Regions from separate parts of the Mus musculus genome. Here all the other regions are linked to region 1. A link is a contact called in public Hi-C and HiCAR-type data. All regions are on one chromosome and are shown on one strand. Each heading gives the region's core, a stretch centred on a gene start, on an enhancer-like site or on the middle of the called end of the contact. The rest is flanking DNA. Distances are from core to core; before and after follow the strand shown.

What was found. Hi-C and Micro-C count contacts between places; a contact is called where the count stands out from the background. HiCAR-type assays count read pairs that join an accessible place to other places.
Region 2: a Hi-C map of granulocyte-monocyte progenitors shows a contact between it and region 1, with 3 times the contacts expected there. The contact joins two enhancer-like sites. A contact is called at or near these places in 2 of 484 Hi-C or Micro-C datasets (granulocyte-monocyte progenitors and nephron progenitors).
Region 3: a HiCAR-type map of fibro-adipogenic progenitors shows a contact between it and region 1, with 7 times the contacts expected there. The contact joins two enhancer-like sites. A contact is called at or near these places in 3 of 484 Hi-C or Micro-C datasets (Sertoli cells and embryonic stem cells), 3 of 115 datasets of contacts at active chromatin or transcription factors (cardiomyocytes, fibro-adipogenic progenitors and large pre-B cells) and 1 of 9 other capture datasets (embryonic stem cells).

Annotation. Positions count from the first base shown.
Region 1 is chr7:98,669,572-98,674,152 of GRCm38.p6, forward strand. No RefSeq gene overlaps it. Among named protein-coding and RNA genes, the nearest start is that of Emsy, 15 kb to the left of the region's middle. Within about 2 kb of position 3,185, at least 62 of the 459 cell types and tissues checked have an H3K27ac peak or open chromatin away from gene starts, as enhancers often do. A contact at or near this core is called in fibro-adipogenic progenitors and granulocyte-monocyte progenitors, where this site is marked.
Region 2 is chr7:99,025,160-99,029,996 of GRCm38.p6, forward strand. All of the region lies in intron 6 of Uvrag (UV radiation resistance associated gene), which reads right to left. Among named protein-coding and RNA genes, the nearest start is that of Uvrag, 110 kb to the right of the region's middle. Within about 2 kb of position 2,147, at least 101 of the 459 cell types and tissues checked have an H3K27ac peak or open chromatin away from gene starts, as enhancers often do. A contact at or near this core is called in granulocyte-monocyte progenitors, where this site is marked.
Region 3 is chr7:99,075,877-99,080,157 of GRCm38.p6, forward strand. All of the region lies in intron 5 of Uvrag (UV radiation resistance associated gene), which reads right to left. Among named protein-coding and RNA genes, the nearest start is that of Uvrag, 63 kb to the right of the region's middle. Within about 2 kb of position 1,570, at least 31 of the 459 cell types and tissues checked have an H3K27ac peak or open chromatin away from gene starts, as enhancers often do. A contact at or near this core is called in fibro-adipogenic progenitors, where this site is marked.

The DNA.
Region 1 (4,581 bases), core at 1,935-4,434:
GTCCCCACCACTCAGGTTGGCTGTTTCACAACTGCTTAACTCTAGATCCAACGCCCTCTTCTGGTCTCTAAGGGCACTTGCACTCACATGAACAAACCTATACACAAATACACACATTTATTTTAAATAGTAAAATTTTAGCAACTACCAAGAATCCTGACATCCACAGTTGTGGATACAGCTAAAGAAATGCTGCTCCAAAGGTAGAGGGGAGCCTGGATCAATGGAGCCCCCAGACAGACATACCAGCAGAATTCAAGAGTGCCCAGATTACATAAAAGGGTTTCAATAGACAAATTGGTGGAGATGACTTTAAAACAACAACAACAACAACAACAACAACAACAACGGTAGATTGACAGATAATGTCTGGCATCTGGCTGAAAGTCACTAATGATGAAGGGAATCCCCCCAAACAGCCCTGCTAGTTTTTGTTTGTTAAGTCTGTGTCTCACTATGTAGCCCAGGCTGGCCTCAGACTCAGGTTTATCCTATCCAAGCCTCCTGAGAGCTGGGCTTACAGGGATAGGACATCCCTAAGCAGAGCAAGGCCTAGGTTCTACCCCAGGTTCTGTTTTTATCCTGATGTGTGACCGCTTGCTTGTAAGTGGCGTTTGTGGACTTTGGTGGGTCAGGAGGCACCTTCCTCCAGAGGCTTCACACCTCTCTCTGCATTTATCACGTTGTTCACAGATCTAAAACTTGTGAATTCCTTCTCATTCAGCAACCTGAGATTCCTAGAGAGGAGCGACTTTCATAGCCTCTGTCCTGAAAACAGAGGTAGGGAGTACGCCAACAAGGTAAAAAATGGTTTGATTGGTGGAGGAAATGGGAATGCAAACAAGACATGTGGGATAATCTTCTTGTACATTCTATGAAACTGTGTCCCTGTCCATCCTCACCTGCCTAAGGCGCCTTGGCTTGGTTTAATAAAGAGCTGATAGCCTACGGCCAGGCAGGAGAGGGTAGACGGGACTTCCAGGCAGAGATAGAAACTCTGGGAAAGAATCAGGCATAGGGGATTCGCCAGCCAGACATGGAGGAAGTCACATGTTGGACGAATGGTTACTGAAATAGAGGAAATGGACTACATGGCAAAGATGAATTAGTATAAGTGGGATGTTACGTTATATGAGCTAGTTGGGAACAAGGCCTAAGCTATAAGGCCTAAGCATTCAAAAATAATAAAACGTCTCCATGTCATTTTTCTCAAGCCGGCAAGTCAAGACAGTCAGGTGATAAGACAGACTTAGAGCTTGGGTATTTGAAGCTGTAAGATGGAGGGCAGCTAGTGGAAGGTCCAGAGCCAGGATGATTCAAGTGTGTTCAAATAGCATATTGTGGATGGTTCATGACAGACACTAAGGATGAGCCCAGGGTGTCTGGCTGAAGTAGATCCAGAGTACGGTATGAACGGAGAACGCATAAAGAGCACCTGACCTTGCAGAGGGCAGGGCGAGTGCCAGAAGGAAGTGTGTGACCTGATTCAATGAGATTGTGCAGGAGGATCCTGGGCAGAGAGGCTCTACAACAGACAGAGACCAGCAATGCTGAGGGTAAAGATAGGAGTGATCAGAGCCATGGGGGTGGGAGTGCAGGCAGGTTGGTATAGATGGAAGAGCCAGCTGAGACAGAGGGAAGTAAGCAAGGGGGAAGGTCTAAGGTCAGAATGTGAAAGCTAAGAGCTTAGATCCACCCAGTAGGACAGAGGCTGTAAATTATCCTCATGCTTTGGCCTATGTGCTTTGCTTGCCCCCAAACAGGGTTTTTCGAGACAGGGTTTCTCTGTGTAGCCCTGGCTGTCCTGTAACTCATGCTGTGTAGACCAGGCTGGCCTCAAACTCAGAAATCCGCCTACCTCTGCCTCCCAAGTGCTGGGATTAAAGGCATGCGCCACCACTGCTCAGCTGCCCAAACAGGTTTTAAGAGGTTTGCTTTGCTGATGTTTCAGCTCTGTGTTTGGCCACCCTAGGCTCTCATTCGGGTTGTCCTGAGGCCTGTTTGTCCTACGTGCTACGAACAAGTATTTAGTGACTCCACAGACTCGCCGCACCCATTTGTCATGTGCTTGTGTTCTTGGTTGTTAAGAAGAAATATATTCCCTAGTATCAGTGTCTCCCTGTGGTTGACACAGAGGTCAAACCACCACCACGGGCATTTCAGGAAATGGGGAACAGCAGGCCTCTGTGAGGAAGAAATGAGGTCTGTCCTCGGGGAGACAGCAGATTTCTCCTAAGCCTGTTCCCTTGTTCGTTTGTTTGTCATCTGCAGGGTTGCTGTGTAAAACACGATGACTTCACGGGCACCTCACTTTCATTAGATCTCACAGTGCTCACAGAGCATCAGGAAGGAATGTGCAGGGTGGGCTAGTCTTAAAGGTGTAGAAGACATGTCTGGCCCGAGCCTCTGGAAGAGAGGCCAACACTGACTCTCAGAGCCTCAAGTAAGTGATGAATCAAATAGAAAGAAATCGAAAGGACACAGAGAAAGGGTTTGTCTGGACCCCAAAGGCTGCTAATGGCCAGAGCTCTCTGCAGCCAGTAATGCCACAGGGGAGATGTAAGAGCAGATCCACCCACACCCCTATCTAGGGCCAAAAGACTGAAGTGCACTTTAAAGACAGGGGCTTGAGAGCTAGCCTAGCTGTTCAGCAAGGTCACCAGATCCGGCCACTCGCCTGCTAGCCATCTCTCCTCACATCCTAGCACTGCCTTTCACATCTAAGTATCTAAGCCCTCCAGCTCTCCTAGAGTCTTGAACTCAGCTTTTGTACTCTGAACAGCTGGTCAGAGGAGGCTGCCTCGGCCCCATGGGGACCTCCTGTCTTCAGCGATGATTCTCCGCAGCCCAGCTCCGGCAGTCTGGCCTCCTCTCCCCGTGTAACTGATCCCAGTCCTCTGGCTCTGTCAGCACCTCTTCTGTGTACACTATGACATGTGTGAGCCCCCAGCTGGGCGGCAACCCTCAATGAAGTGTGAGTTTCCTCCCAGCTCACACAGACTGCCTTTCAGCAGAAAGCCAGACGCCAGGGACCCACTAGTCTTAGAAACCGTGCTTTCACTGGGGGATCACGGAGAAGAGCTCCCCTAAGCCTTCAGATTGACATCCCTGCTCCACATCTTCTCCCACAACCATTCTGCTTATGCCTGCAGAATTAATATGTATAACAGCACAATGCTGTGTCATGTTTCAAAATCCTTCAGTGGCTTCCCCTTTTCTACAAAATTCAAAACAAGCGATTTGTGTTAGCATGTGGCACCTTCCCCAAGAAGATCCCAACATGCTTCTTATTGGCTTCCCTCACTCCCACCACTGTCAACAAATGCTCCATCTGGAATGGTGCACATGGTTCTCAGGCAAGGAGCTTGCTTGTTCCACCTCTCTCCTTCCTTCTCAATTGCCGGGTATATAGCCCTGTGAGCCTGTAATCTCAAGGCTAGAGAGGAAGAGTCAGGCAGAGTCCTAGGACTAGCTGGCCAGTTAGTCTAGCTGAATCCATGGCTCCAGGTTTGATGAGAGATTCTGACCCAATAAATAATGTGGAGATTGAGAGAGACAGATAATGTTGAACTGTGGCTTCTACCTGCACACATAACCATGCATACACACACACAGAGACAGAGAGACAGAGACAAAGAGACAGGAGAGACAGAGACAGAGAGACATACCTGGGGATCATCTATTCAATTATTTGGGCATGTGCTTTAGAGCCTAGACCACAGAGGTCAAGTAACACAACACCAGGGAGAGCCTGGCAAAGATATTCAGAGCTATTTATAAGAATGAGTGTGCCCTCCGTCCTGACATATTTGGTAGATTGAGAAAAGGACCTTCCTGGTATCTCATGCAATCTTAGTCTCTTCCGCATAGAAATGGTTTTTAAGTGTCATTTTGTCCATTCTTGTGTTTGATGACAAGAATCTCTTTAGAGTGTCCCTAGTGAGGACATGGTGCCAAGTCATTTCCCACAAGGACAGTTAGAAAAGTGGCTAGGCCCATCTAGGTGGAAGTAAATGCCTGGACCAAGAGATGAATTTCCTGTGCCAAGACACCACAGTTAAGTCTCTTCATGGAAGAGACTTTTCCTTTATGCCTGCTGCTCTCAAGCACAAGTGATCAAAGCTCAGCTTGCTGGTAATAAAGGACCAAGGCCAAGCCACTAGTGTGTCACTTGTCACCATTCCACACTGCACCTTGTGGCTGCCCCTTTTCATTCTCATAGGGGAGGGCATCCTAAGTTCCACACATCAAAGATCCAGGAATCTGGATATTTTATCCCAGAAACTGGGAGATGATGAAATGTAAATAAAAGAGCACGATGGTCTTTAGAGCCGGCCAGGTGGTGAGTGAGCAGTTTGCATTGTCTGGCTAAGAACAGGTTCTGAATGGTATTCTGTAATTTCCTATCTCTGTTACTCTGGCTAAGACACCTAACTTCTCCGAGGCTTCATTTTATAGTATGTAAAAGAGGGAATGCTAGTGTTCTCACTGGTTTATGACAAATACGAAAATGCACGGGCATCGGATAGGATGTCTTCAGCTTCTAGTGATAAACAAGGACCCAAAATGGCTAGCAAGCAC
Region 2 (4,837 bases), core at 897-3,396, 350 kb after region 1:
GCTGCAAGAGTTGATGTCACAGCAGTTAGAGACACTCCGGGAAGCAGTGACCACTGTCTCCGAATCTAGGAGCCTGAAGTCTGGATAGTGTCAACAAATTTAGCAGTAAGGGGCTGATTTAAAAGATCATTTCTAATCTATTCACCGAGAAACAACAGCCATAATCATCCTCTCACCCAGCTAACAAGCCCCTGGCTGGTTTTCCATGTCAGCTCTTGCTTTTCTCAATCGCATTCCCTGAGGCACCCCCATTTCAGTGCTGAGCTCCTCACGGTGGCCCATCTGTCCTGCAGACCCAGTACCCCGGTCACCTGTGCCACCTGTCGGCAATCTTCATAGCGAGCACAGAAGACCTCAGGCTTTCCTGCCAGCAACAGTCTAGACTCCAGGGCTTTCCTCTCATAGGCCAGAAGAGAGTTTAAGGTTCTCATTTAGACAGCGATTACAGAGGCTTTTTGACTCTGCCTGGGATTAAATTTTCTTAAAGACAACTAGAAATATCACAAGCTACAAACTCATAGCTTAAAATGTTAGTGCTGTGGCAGTAGTGGCACATGCAGGAGGCAGAGGCACTCAAATCTCTGAGTCCAGCCTGGTCTACAGAGCAAGTCCAGTTTAGCCAGAGCTACATAGAGAAACCCTGTTTCCAAAAATCAGATAGACAGACAGATGAATAAATGAATAAATAAGTATTAGTGTTGCCTCGTACAGCCAGACCCAAGCCACTTTCTCCCTTCTCTGGTAAGTACAAACCTATGTTCTCCAGGCCTCTAAGGGTTATGGTCAGCTGTCCCTTTCACAACTGTGACATCTCTCACACTATATATATACGTCTAGTCATGTTAACATTACCCATCAGTTTTTAAAAAATGTTCTTTCCTGGTAAGTAGAAGGGTTACAGCCTATCGATGTTTTACACTATGCATTTCTATCACGCGTCCAGAACAGATGGCAATCACCATGCTACAGAGCTGACTGCCACACAGCACACTGCCCAGGCCTCTCAGTGCTCACTCTGCTCCACAGACAGCCCACAGCCTCCTCCGTCCAAATGAACACTGCTGTCAGAATATCCAAAACACGCATCTCAACAGTAGTCACGCAAGATCACAGCACCAGAATGAGGTTCAAGAGACGTTCAGGCCTCTGTGTATCAGTCACCAGGAGGGACAACAGTGAGAGACTCTGTACTAGCACCGAGTGTTCACGGGCTCTAAAAAGGCATGGTTAGATAAGCTTTTTGATTAAAGGTAGCCTATCTGTCCATTTAAAAAGAGAGAAGAGGTATGCGTGGCGGCACATCCTTCTCATTCCAGAACTTAGGAGGCCAAGGCAGGAGAATCACAAATTTAAGGTCAGTTCTGAGTTACAATTTTAAAATAATTGTATCTGGAACATCATACACTTATTTACTTAATAATTCTATTGAACAAATAAACATTCATTTAGATTTGCTGTGCTAGGCAGTGAACTGACAACAGGAAATAAGCAAAATAAGCAAAAATTTGTTTTGTTACACTTCTAGCAGATTTGTTCTTTTATACAATGAAGGAGTCTGGAGGCATTACGAAGTTATAACACAGTTCCCTGTAGATTTTGAATTAGTCAAAAAGATTATCAAGATACTAAAACTGAATCTTGCCTGCTCACTTCCATGTGTTAAGGTATTAACTTCCCAAATAAATACATAAGGCTTTTACAAGCTAAGGTTAAATGGGGTCATATGGTTGGGATCCTAATACAATAGAATTGGTGGCCCTAGACCAGTGGTTTTCATCCTGTGTGTCACAACCCCTTAGGGGGTTGAACAACCCTTTCACGGGGGCTAAGACCACTGGAAAACATATTTACACTATAACCCATAACAGTAGTAAAATCTCAGCTAGGAAGTAGCAATGAAAATAATTTTATGGTTGGGGTCACCACAACACGAGGAACTGTATCTGAAGGTTGCAGCACTAGGAAGGTTGAAAACCACTGCCCTAGAAGAACTGTCCCTCTCGGGCCTAGAAAAAAGGCTATGGGAGGACACTGTGAGAAGGCAGCCATCTGCAGGCCAGGAAAGACGGCCTCCCCACACATTGAGATGTGGGCACTCTGATCTCAGACTTCCTGCTTTCAGATCTATGAGAAAACACATTTCTGTTAAAGCCACCCAGACTCTGGAATCTTGTGGCAGCCCACACTAATACACTCGCTAGGTCTGACCTCATCAGGTAAGCTCTTAAAGTGACTAGCTCTTCCTGAAAGACGGGGCTTAAAGCATGACAGGACCTGTGGGGTAGGGCCCTGGGCAAGGACCTAGAGCAGCCTCTCTGGAGCTGAAGTAGGCCCAGGTGACGACCAGCGAGAACTAGGAAGCTGACTCCTACAACCACAAGGAGGTGAGCTGTGCCAGCAACCACACAAACCTAAATAAGGACACTGAGCTCTAAGACACAACAGGACACGTACACAGGGCCTGCAGTCTCCCGGGACCATGACCCTCATCACACTGTGGTCATTTGTCCAGCACAGGCCCCCAGACTCCTTAACACGTAACCTCACCCTGTTAGTGCTGAGGTCCTGAGCGTGTCTGTAGCAGCACTATGCACAGGCGTCTCAGAACACTGCTTCAACGAGTGTTGCGCTGCTTCCCTTCCCTTCTCTTCTCTTCCCCTCCCTTTCTCTCCTTCCCTCCTTCCCTCAGTAGGTGCAGGTCCATCTCACTGTCGAGATCTTCACTGCAGAGTATACAATAAGTCAATGTTTTGATTTCTACTGATTCTATTTTTCTCAGGTCCTAGGAAATATATTGACTAACATGTTTAATTATGCTTTCTTACAATGTGTTGAGCATGGAAAAAAATGCCTGGGAAACTATCTTGAGATCATTTTTTAAAGTTAGCAAAGCAGAAAGTCCCTACCATTTCTCATTCTGGATATACCACATGCCTGTGGATGTAACTCAACTTTTTCTAACTCCTCAGACCTCACTGATTATCAACACTGACTTGACGAGTGACTAAAGGCTCTGGGTGCCTGTTTCAGCACAGCTGCTGCATTGGAGGAACACCTTAGTGATGCTAAGCACATACTGTTCGGGTAGAGGACTGGGATTTGACTCCCAGCACTCATGCTGGGCCGCTCACAACACCTACAACTTGATTTCTGGGAAATCTGGCGCCCTCTTCTGGCTTCCCTCAGCACTTCACTCACACGCACAAATCCACACAGTTCCACATTTACAAACACACAATTTAGAATAAAATACACAAACAAATAAGTAGAGCTGTTATCCACATGGCAAGCTTCCTTCTTCCCATACAACTCTCGTCGCAATTACATTTCATACTGAAACTTAGGATGCATTGAGTCTCTCTTCTGGCTTTCCAGTCCTCAGAAATCTTCATGCTGTGTATACACTCCCCTTATCTACCAGCTCCACATCACAACTGCACTGCACAGCAAGTCTTTGTTCATGTGCTTACACTGTAATGCATCCCTTGTTCACTGTTATATGCTCCCCCTCCCCCTCGCCACCCCCCCACCCCTACCCCCCACCCAGCAACCCCAGCATGCTGCGTTTCCCACCATGAGGCGCTCAGCAAACACTTTGCTGGTGAGCAGTGGAAGGAGTGGACATGTTGAACAGCACTAGATCAAAACCAGAGCCCTGTGCCATGGTATTAAACATTTCCTTCCGGGCTGATAGTGAGTCATTAAGCAGTTATCAATGTGTCTTCTCTGTCATTTAGCTCATACTTCTTCATCTTGCTGACAAAGCTATAACCGCATCTCTCATCAAGCACATACTAGAGTTATGTATCTGTGCAAATCTAATTATCCTTTCAAAGCAGATATATCAGCCTGAGATAACTTGTTCCTGAAAGAGCTTGCCTGAAAGAAGCAATAGTCAAGCTACCATTTGAAAGAAGGCCATACAGGGCTCTGGACGATGTGTACAAGGGGACTGCCTTGGAGGGGATTAGAAATCACTTCTCAAAGTCATTAAAGGAGTAGAATGTCTTGCATATCCACAACAGAAAGGAAGTGATGCACTAAAACAACGTATGGAAGAGCTACATCCAAAGGGACAGTCTGGGAGGCGACCAGAGCTCCACCACTGTGCGCTCCATGTGCCCCAAATCATTTGCATCTCGACAGCACCTACAGCACTCTCGGACACATGGGACTCCCTCCAATACTTGAAGAGTTTATTAAGTATTATTCTCCCAAACCAGGAATCTACCCCAAAGCCTCCGACATTCCTCTGTCTAGACCACTCACATAGTTGAGAACACACAGTCTCATGGTAATGGCAGCAAATAAAACACAATACTTGCGCTACATATAAAATTAATATACTTTCATTGAAAAGTAACTGGTAGCGCTGTGGGTGGGAAAGTTCTACTGAGAAGATGGGGGCGAGGTGTGGAGGGTGAGAGCATGTGCTAATGAGAATGTCAGGTCTAACTAAGATGTCCTCTCAGAACCAGCAGCAAGGATGATGGGGCAATGGTCACAGAACAATAATCAAGTCTTCGCATTTCCAATTTACAACTCAAATAACTCATTTTAGGCAACAACCGCCACACTTGGCCTAAGAACAGGCTAAATCATTCCCAGATTTGTTCCTAATACCATCCATGTGCATTTTAGCAAGTTTAATTTAAAATGTATTCATTGCACAATAAACACACTTGAGGAAGTACACAGAAAAGAACTTTGGAACTAAAGATGAGAAAAGAAACAAACTGCAGATATGGACGTGATCTTTAAACTGAAGGAATACGGACAACTTGATGCCAGTAAGTTGTTTTAAGTTATGATTCTCTAGCAAAATATGTTACCAAAT
Region 3 (4,281 bases), core at 320-2,819, 400 kb after region 1:
CGTCTGCAGGTCTTGGACACCCTCTGCCTGGGCTCTGATGAAGCCCAGATGCTGAACCGTTAAAGAGGGAGGGGGAGACCTCTTCTCAGACACTGAGCTCAGTATGGACACCCTCCTGCCCCCAGTGTGGCCACAGCTTCAGACGTGCCTTTCCTCTCTCGAAACCGTGAGAAGCACTGTGCAGTAAGGACAGCAATGTAAGCGAAGACACGTGAGTCCTGAAATGGGCATTACTGCTTTTTAAGGAGCATTCAAAGCAATAAGGAAGGTTCTTTTAAATTAAGGTTCTTGGGTTTAAAGTAAGAAGTCACAACTATAAACACTCAAGCAGAAAGTAGACTAAGAGTCTTGGTGCTGCTACTTTCAGAAGGACAGGAGGGCCTGCTGGAGTGGCCGCCTCTGGAGTGTGGTGTCCATTTTACAGCAGGGCAGAGCAGAGAGGAGGAACAGAACTCAAGTGGACTGCATTCATTCCTGGAAAAATGTGGCCAGGCAGAAAAAGCACTAGAGCCTGAGACCATACAAGTGAGACAGCGGGCTGGGGAGAACCCTTGGCCAGGGAAATGCCCGCCGGACAAGCATGCTGTCTTGTTCGGTAAAAGCCAGGTAGAGCTGTTATGTGTCTGTAACTGGTTTGGGGTGCTGAGGTAGGTGGATCACTCCAGCCTCACCAGGCCAATGAACTCTGGGTTCAGTGAGAGACTGGGTCCCCGACGATGACGTCAATAATGTAGAGAACAGTAAAGTAAGACACTTGTCACTGACCCCTAGCTTCCATACCTACATATGCACATGGGTATACACAGACACACAAAGACGTGCAAGGCGCACACAGGAGCATATACCTTAGAGGCAGAAAGAGTACATCTAAAATCTCCTATAACCAGGGAGAAGCCAGCAGACATGAGGGAGGAGGAGCCATGAGGGAGAAGCCAGCAGACATGAGGGAGGAGGAGCGGGCAGCAGTGGTGTGGCTAACCATCATCACTGGACGGAGTAAGGGGCCCGGCTTGTGGGGAAGCTTGAATGGCACTGACTTTTCAGAGCTAAGAATGTCTTCATTCCAAATCTAATCTAAAAGAGACTAAGGATTTTAAACAAACAAAAGGCTCAGCTCTGAGTCTGGGGAGGACAAACCTCAGGCTGATGGTGTTTACCTCTGAAGAGTCTAAAGCATCTCTCCGAAGCATCTCTCTTGGCTTCCCACCTCCTGGTGCTACATACAATTCTCAAAAGCTCAAAAAGTATGCTACGAAGACAAGAGCCTCCAAACTCATAACAGGAAACGAGGCCTTCTCCCAGGTTATTTTCTGGCTTCAATGAAGGCGGAGAATGGGGACCACACTGTAGCAGAAGGATTTATAAATATAAATTACAGGATAAGACTATTTTCCAAACATCTGTCAAAAAAGTTAATTTGATCCAAGAAGAAAGGGGAGTGGGAGAGCCAGAGGGAGGCCAAATGCAGTGACTAATGGATGTGACGTCAGTGGGTCTGGGCGGGGTGACGGCTTCAGTTCCCAGCACGTCTCTGCTTTAGCAATACCTCGTCAGCCTAACGAGCCACTGGCCTGAGAGCTCTCCTCCAGCTCTCTGCACTGCTAGTGGACAGTTCTAATTGAATGTGAAACTACAGGCCTGGGACCCACCACCTCAAGTGGGAGGGAATGCAGACACCACGTGGCCCAATTCAGAGATACAAGTTTCTAAGGGAGTCAGACCAGCGCTCAAATGAAAAGCCTGCTGCCTACCTACTGGCTGTGCAATCCTGCGTCCATAGCCTGACGATTTCTTCCCAGGCGCTTTGCCCATCCACTGAAAATGGCCGTGTCGTGGAGTTGCTCCACATTAAATGAATATACGCACTGCATCTACTATAATGTCTGCCATTTAAAGGACTTGGCAATGAGGCTGGCAATGGGAGGTTTTCAAAGGCCCGCCCCTGCCTGATGCAGTAGTGGACCAAGGATGGTTCTGAAACAAGCTCACCGGTGTTTACAAGGTCAGATACCAAGATGTGTTAGAATAACACAGGCAGCAAACAGACAGCCCTGACTATCTATCTGTCCAGCCTGTCTTGTTTACTGGAGACACAAATGATGACTGACTGAGATACATATAAGAACAACTTTGAAAAGTTCTCCACTTTTTCAGGACTGAAGAGATAGCTCAGCAGCTGAGAGCATCTTACTGCTCTTTCAGAAGACCAGGTTCAATTCCCAGCCCCCACACAGTAGCTCATAACCATCTATAACTCAAATTCCAAGTGGTACACTTACATACATACAGGTAAAACATTTATATTCACAAAAAAGAAAAGGTTTTCCAACTGTTTAAAAGTCTGAGCAGAAATGATCTACTGCCCAGCTCGGTGTCAATCAAAGACAGGCTGAACTTAAAAAATCCTAACTTCTAAGTGCTCTGCTGTGTACTACAGGGCAGGATGCTCTCTGCCATCAAGCTAGACCCAGTGCAGGATGACCAAGAGCGAACAGCCACTGTCCAACCTCTCAGTCAGTCTTAGAAGGGCAATTAAATAAAACCTCTTCACTTTTCCAGGTTCTGCGCCACCCCTCACACCTCACCCCACCCCTGTCTACTTCAGTGACTGTAAGGCAAAGAAGATACCACCAGCACCCCTCACAGCTAAGGAAATACAGCACTTTAGAAATCCCCAAAAGAAATGGAAAGGTAAAAAGGATAGCCGCTACCTTTCCCCAGGTTACAGAGCAGAATGAAGAAAGGAGTCTAAAGGGAGGTAGAGCCGCGCTCTGATTCCCATGTCCACCATGCCCTCATCCTAGCACACAGCCCGCTCTTCCTTCCCATGGCGGCTCCCTACTGCATCCCTGGCAGGCGCAGGCGCCTGACCCTGGCATCAGAGACAGGCATTAGGATTGTTGTGTACCCTAAAAAGGGGGACAGACCCTCCAAAAGATTATAACAAGCTGGCCCGGTTGCCCACGGTGGTCTGTCTGTCTGTCCAGAGGCTTCTAAAGTGAAGAACACAAGCGTCAATCCTGCATAGAGATGGGTGAGTCACAGGTATAGAAAGTCAGCTGACCTCTGTGTTTCAAATGCACATAGCCCGAAGCAGACCTGCCCTGCCCTGCCTTCTCTGTGACTGCTGTAAAGATGGGCTGAGATTACTCAGAGAAGTCCTTACAGGCTGACGTATACAGTGGTTCTAGTACACTATCTACAGCTGTGCTGATCATATGTAATTACAGCTGTGCTCAGCTATCATCTACAGCATGGCACTAACTTACATGCAAGCCTGAGAGGCCAGAAGGCTCCTGAGCCTCCGTTTCTTTATTTATGAAATGGAGGCACTGGGCTAGAAAATTCCAATAGTTCATGCTTTTTTTTTCCTTTTTTTCTTTTTTTAAGGCAAGATCTTATGATGAAGCCCATGTTGGCTTTGAGTTTGAGTACCTCCTGCCTTGGCCTCTCAACTTCTGAGACCACAGGTGCATGCAGCCATGCCTGGCTCCCTGGAGCAAACTAGAATTTCTTGACTTTCAAGATGCGGCAGCTAACACTAAGAGGCTAAGTGATTGGTTAATAAGCATTGTCCAAAGCTGGGCTGTAAGTCAGAGCACCTACATTTCAAAGGTGTAGGACCAGGACTCAAAACAGATGGGAAGCTTGCTCTCGTCCCTCTGTCCCTCAGCCATTGTCAGCCTCACCATCTACTCGAGATGACCATTTACGTGATTACATGTGTGAAACTCAGCAAGTTGTGATTTCAATCTGTTTCTTTCATTTGAAAAATGTTGAACATTTTGACTTGAATTCCATTCCTGGTCCAATTTTCTTTTCACTAAAGTGAGAAAGCAGCGCCACCTACTGGATCCCTCTGGACATTGCTTTTGCAGTTTTTGGCATGAAAAGAAAATTCTGCAGTCTAAATTTTTTACAATCTGTCAGATAATTTAAGTGTCCCACCAGGGTAAGTTGTATAAAACTAAATACCACAAGGTTAAGACAGGAGAGTTAGACTGAAGGAGATACCTCCCTCTCAAAATTTTAATTCCCAAGCTATGATAGTCCTAAACAAAGCTGCTACACCAGCATTCTCTGCCCAAGCATGGCAGGCCTGGGCTGGGAGCACCGTGCCAGTACAGTGGTGAGCACTCGAGGTGTGCACACTCTCTGTGGGGTTCAGATCCTACCTAGTGAGCATCATTCCCATTGGTTGCTGAACTCTGCATACATGCCAGCCTCCTCATATACACAACTCTCATGTTTAATTTAACCCCAGCCAGCTGAGGGCTGAGG